2 separate regions of the Danio rerio genome follow, and region 1 is linked to region 2. The links are chromatin contacts, called in public Hi-C maps. All regions are on one chromosome and are shown on one strand. Each heading gives the region's core, a stretch centred on a gene start, on an enhancer-like site or on the middle of the called end of the contact. The rest is flanking DNA. Distances are from core to core; before and after follow the strand shown. Region 1 holds the start of bsg (basigin). Region 2 holds the start of cirbpb (cold inducible RNA binding protein b).

Region 1 (2,700 bases), core at 7-2,506, 390 kb before region 2:
CAAATTATGATGGAGCCAGACTAGAAAACAATCACTCGCATTCATCATTAAGCAATTGATTTTACTGAAAGGGTAGGAATAATATTTTAATAAATTTCACAGTATTAGATTTCCAATTAAACACTAAACTTTCATTACAGTGAGTGTACTACGTTGCATGCTCAAGTTCAGTAGGTTTGCATAGATTATTGCCATTTCCAGTGATGGAACAATATAATAAGCTTAAGCTGAGCCTTTTACGGAACAAGGGAGGCCTGAAAGATGAAAATTGCTGCTTGCTTTGTCAAATGATTGGATGAAACATATTTTGCCTTCCCCAGCTTGTATTATAAATGATTACAGGCTCCTCCTGTTTACAAAACTTGACAGGAGGCCTCCAAAAACTAGTCTGCACCGGTTGTCATCATTGCCTGCTGCTTACCAGGTTTTACACATCATTTACTGGAGTAACTGACCTGCATGAATAGGGACAAATATTAATACTTCATTTGGAAAAGTTTGGATGAGCCATTCCTGAAATAATTAAATATCAACTAAGGGATCTTCTACAGTTTGGAAAATGTGTAACTCAGGTGGTTACAAAACCCAATGCTTGGGGATTAAAGGTTATTTTGGATGAAAGCAGAGCAAATCCACGTGATGGGGTTGAGTGTGGTAAACGTAACCTTAAACATTTTTCAATATAAACATTTAAAATATAATTACTTGTGACAAACAAATAGTTTGCGGAGAGTATGAAAGAGCATCAAGGAGAAAAACAACTACTTTAACTTAAACATCAGCTGTTGATTTATAGTTTGACTAAATGTGCGAGAGCGGTCGCTCGTGCGCGACAGATTCCCGACGATTTTCCAATTTTCAAATCGTTACAAACGTTCACTAACGATGTATATTGCTTTATAGTAAAGTAAAAACAATGTGAATGTAAAATCTGTCGTCCGAGTCGTGTTTCTGTCAACAAACGCCTTGTGTGAAAAACGAGCTCACGAGCTAACACGATCAACAGAAAAAGCAGACGTCCTTACCTGTCATAGCTTCGGCTTGAAACCAGCCGATACAAATGACCAAAACAGCGCCAAAGAGCTTCTTTTCCATGCTGAGGAGTTATTAAAATCTAAAAGGAAAATTTTGGGCCTGTTCGAGATGAAAAAAGAAAATGGAGAAAGCCTTCAGAGGAACCTAGTCGTCCTCTATTTGTTCGGACTCGGAGCTCACTCGAGAACGCGCACGTAAAGAAGGGCGAGTTTATGCGTCACCACGTCCGGTTCTCAACGTCACGGCGTTTTGCACTTGTTTGCTAATTTCCAAAATGATTTCGACTGCTAATGTTTTGAGATATATCCAGCTGCAGGCCCGCAGAACCACACACGTTTGAGGCACACACAATCTAGGACACACAATCTAGGCAAACCATAAATGGTAACTAACTCTTTAGCATTATCGCTACCTATTGAATTTCACAAATATGGTTTCCCATTTCAGTCAATTTTATTATTATATCGTAACGATCATTTTAAAGTCTCTGCAGTTTCTGAACTTAAATTATGTCAATAAAAATAATTGGTTAAAGACACTTATGACTTTATTCATGTGTCCATATACACAAAGAAAACATAATAGACCGTCTAATTGATGGATTAAGTGTAATAAACTAATTCAAGCTCTTAATATTATCATACTTCGTTAAAATCACGTTGTTGTAAAATATAAAAAGCAAACAATAATGTCACTTTAAAATAAATTAGCCTACTATAGTTAACCATTTAAACAATATAGTTAGAAACTGATTATCTTAACTGATTATAATTATAAGTTTATATATAAACTACTATCTTTTACTAAACTGTCACTGTTAAAGCTGTTATATATATATATATATATATATATATATATATATATATATATATATATATATATATATATATATATATATATATATATATATGTGTGTGTGTGTGTGTGTATACACTTATGATTTTTTTTATTAATAGTTAATATTTTATTAATAGTTTTATTAAGAGTATTAAATGTGGGAAATCATTAATTAAAAGGTTATTGGAAAATTAAGCTAATAAACACCGCTTGAGTAAAATATTAATATAGTGTTATACATTTGTTACATATAAAAATATTTTTATGACATATAATGTATTATTGCCTATCTTAACTTGCTATTATTTCCTTCATCATAAATTAATCCATTATATAAATTAAACCTGTCCAAATGAGATCATTCAGCAAAGCCAGCAAACGAGTATCTGCCATATTATTGTCAGATAATAATGACTGATCAGCTATAATGACTGATTAAAAACTGTTCACTCTATTATATTGAATGGCGATCGGAAACAATGCTCCCCATTCGGCCGTCTCAATCGCAATATTTGTGAAATAAAGTAAAGTAAACACTATTGTTTATTGTGTACAATATTTATTAATCAAATATATCAAAATATATCGATGACGATGTCCAAAAAGACGTTATAACTTTAACATCAGTCATAACCATATATGGTTTGCCTAGATTGTGTGTCCTAGATTGTGTGTGCCTAAAACGTGTGTGGTTCTGCGGGTCTGCAGCTGGATATTATTGGATGTTTTCAGGAAATAAGTAGTAGGCTCTGCCATTTTAACTAATTAATGGCTTTTTGGTATAATAAAGGGACATTTCACCCATAAAAGTAAAACTTAATCATTTAC
Region 2 (2,700 bases), core at 110-2,609:
AATCAAACTATTATCTTTAGGCCCAACTATTTGTTACAAAAATTTTTTATTCAAAAGGGAGAGCGGGGACAAAAGTAATGTGGGACGAAAGTAACAAAGCGTTTTTGTTTGTTTGTTTGTTTGTTTTTTTCAGCGCACTGACAACATTTGCTTTCCAGGTTAAACTAGCACATTCATCGTGCAAACCTTGATGGAGCTGCCAAATATCAGCTAATTTTGGGACAATGTTCCGCGGTTAGGCCTGTATTTCTGTTTTTAAGTGCAAAAAATAAATTGTTGTAGCAGTTCTTTTTTTCTTATTAAGTTTTGTTTCTCTTTTCATGTGTCACGCTATATGATATCTGTGGGTTATTTAGTGCAATAACACATCCTTAAGTTTGCATTCTCTGAGTTTTTTAGTGTAAAAGTAAATCAGATTTAAATGAGTTCCTTCAAGGACAAACTATAAATCGTGTCCCACTGTTAAAAGACAAACCTTATTCTTAATAACACATTAGTTTGCAGTGTTTGCATTCAAATGGTTTATAAAATTGATGCATATTGCCAATAATAATAAAAAAATATTTAAAAATTGTAGGAAATGTTCAAGTTTTGCATTGTTGGATCGCTTTTAAAAGATTTGGTTGAACTAAAATTTAAAATGAAAATGACATTTAATTTTTTTGTAATAACAAAGGAGGACAAATATTTTTGCAGTGAATATTAACATAGTTTTAGTCAGATATATTTAAAATAAACAAGATTAAGTCAGGAAATCTAGCACTAGCACTAATACTAGATATAAATAAATAAATAAATAAATAAATAAATAAATAAATAAATAGAAAGAAAGAAATATCTAACAAGTTGTGATATTTTTGACAGACGTGTGTTCTTCCCTACTGATGGGGTCAAAAGTAACACTGTGCAACTTTTGTTATATGAGTTATATGTTATATGAGAGTTGTTCTACATTTATACAAAAAAAAAAACACCTGATTTTGATAGACATTGTGAGTTAGAAACCATAGCAACAAAAAATAAAAATCTACTAAAAAATTTTTTTTAAAGGATTTTATGAAAAATGGTACTTTCGTCCCTGCTCTCCACTATTTCATTGGTAAACTGGAAGATGAGTTTATGTCTTCTGATTATTCTGATAACAACATGGTTTATTTATTTATTTCTGTCAATAATATAAGTGCAGTAACTTGGTCGTTATTTACCCTATCCACTGGTAACTGTAAATTCATGACCGTAAATATTACACACACCATTCATATGCGACAAAAAGCAATATGTTTCCGCGTGAGAGCATTATAACCGTAACAAAGGGATCTTTATTCATGTAAAGCCTGTGACGCGACGCGAAGTGAACCCGCCCTCATTGATCCGCAGTGACGTGAAGCCTTTAAACGGGCGCCATTTTCTGTGCTCTTTCTCATTCTGCCGCAGTCGGCGACGCGCTGTACAACCGTCCTGTGTGTTCAACAGAAACTCTGAGGTAACAAATATGATCTTTCTTGCCATGTTTTTGGTCTATACTGAAGCATTAATTTGATTCGGCTTGTTCTGTTGATGTTTAGTTTGTAATTCTGCTTTATTGTTCGCATTTAGGCGATATTTGATATACTTTCATATTTACAAGTATTTAAAATAGGTATTGTGTAATGTTCCCCGGTGTGACTACCGTTTTACCTAAAAGGTCTCAAATGCAGCATGTAAGTAGTCGCGGAATTGTACGATTTTGTGACTTTCTTTGTTCACGCTGCTGGCGTGTCGTTGACGCTAATTGCTTTCCGTGACCTAGTTCCACTGACCTACTTTTTACAAAACCGGGTTTAGCATTAAGTAATCGTTTCACTGTATTTTTTTAAAACGAGGATCGATCAAGATGTTAAGTATTGGGTGCGCTGATGTATTTAAGATTAAAGCCTTTCTTTGAAGCAAAATGGCTGCAGCACGTTGTGAGGAAGGGGGATGGTTAGAAAATGGCGTTTCCTTGTGACGCACTTTTAGGTGCGGTGTTTTTGCTTTCGATTCTCGTGTGCACGCGGTGATCTATATACTTTACGCTTTTAAGTCAACATTTTTTTTTTTCAGGTTATCATCATGTCTGACGAGGGAAAGCTTTTCATCGGTGGTCTGAGCTATGATACAACAGAACAGTCCTTGGAGGAAGCATTCTCCAAATATGGAACCATTGCCAAAGGTTTGTATTTAGTTCCATTTTACGTGTGTATTTGTATACTTTTATATTAATTTGTATATGTGTGTGTAAAATTAATTTGTAATTTTTCATTTTATTTTTTTATAGTTGATGTTATCAGAGACCGTGAAACTGACCGTTCTAGAGGCTTTGGCTTTGTGACCTTTGAAAATCCAGAAGATGCTAAGGATGCCATGGCTGCCATGAATGGAAAGGTTAGAATTTTAGCCTTTTAATGAATAAAATCTGTAATTTTGAGTGCTAAGACACCATGTATTTGTTGTAAGAGGGTTTTTGTAACGTCTATCCTTTTTTTCTGGGTATTTTTCAGGTTTAGATAAATGTTATTCTAATTTGAATTGTGCATGTTTGAGTCTTTTTTGTCGTTTTTGTTTTCCAGCAAGTTGATGGTCGCATGATTCGCGTTGATGAAGCTGGCAAATCTGGTGGACGGTCTGGTGGTTTCAGAGGGGGTTCCAGAGGTGGTGGCAGAGGCTTCTTCAGAGGCAGCA

What was found. Hi-C and Micro-C count contacts between places; a contact is called where the count stands out from the background.
Region 1: a Hi-C map of hematopoietic stem cells shows a contact between it and region 2, with 3 times the contacts expected there. The contact joins the promoter of bsg here to the promoter of cirbpb in region 2. A contact is called at or near these places in 3 of 18 Hi-C or Micro-C datasets (caudal fin, hematopoietic stem cells and an unstated tissue).

Annotation. Positions count from the first base shown.
Region 1 is chr22:18,633,346-18,636,045 of GRCz12tu, reverse strand. bsg (basigin) reads right to left here and starts at 1,256. Exons shown (of 9, transcript NM_198142.2): 1 at 1,026-1,256. The coding sequence starts at 1,095.
Region 2 is chr22:18,239,578-18,242,277 of GRCz12tu, reverse strand. cirbpb (cold inducible RNA binding protein b) reads left to right here and starts at 1,359. Exons shown (of 8, transcript NR_132111.1): 1 at 1,359-1,483; 2 at 2,083-2,191; 3 at 2,297-2,403; 4 at 2,589-2,700.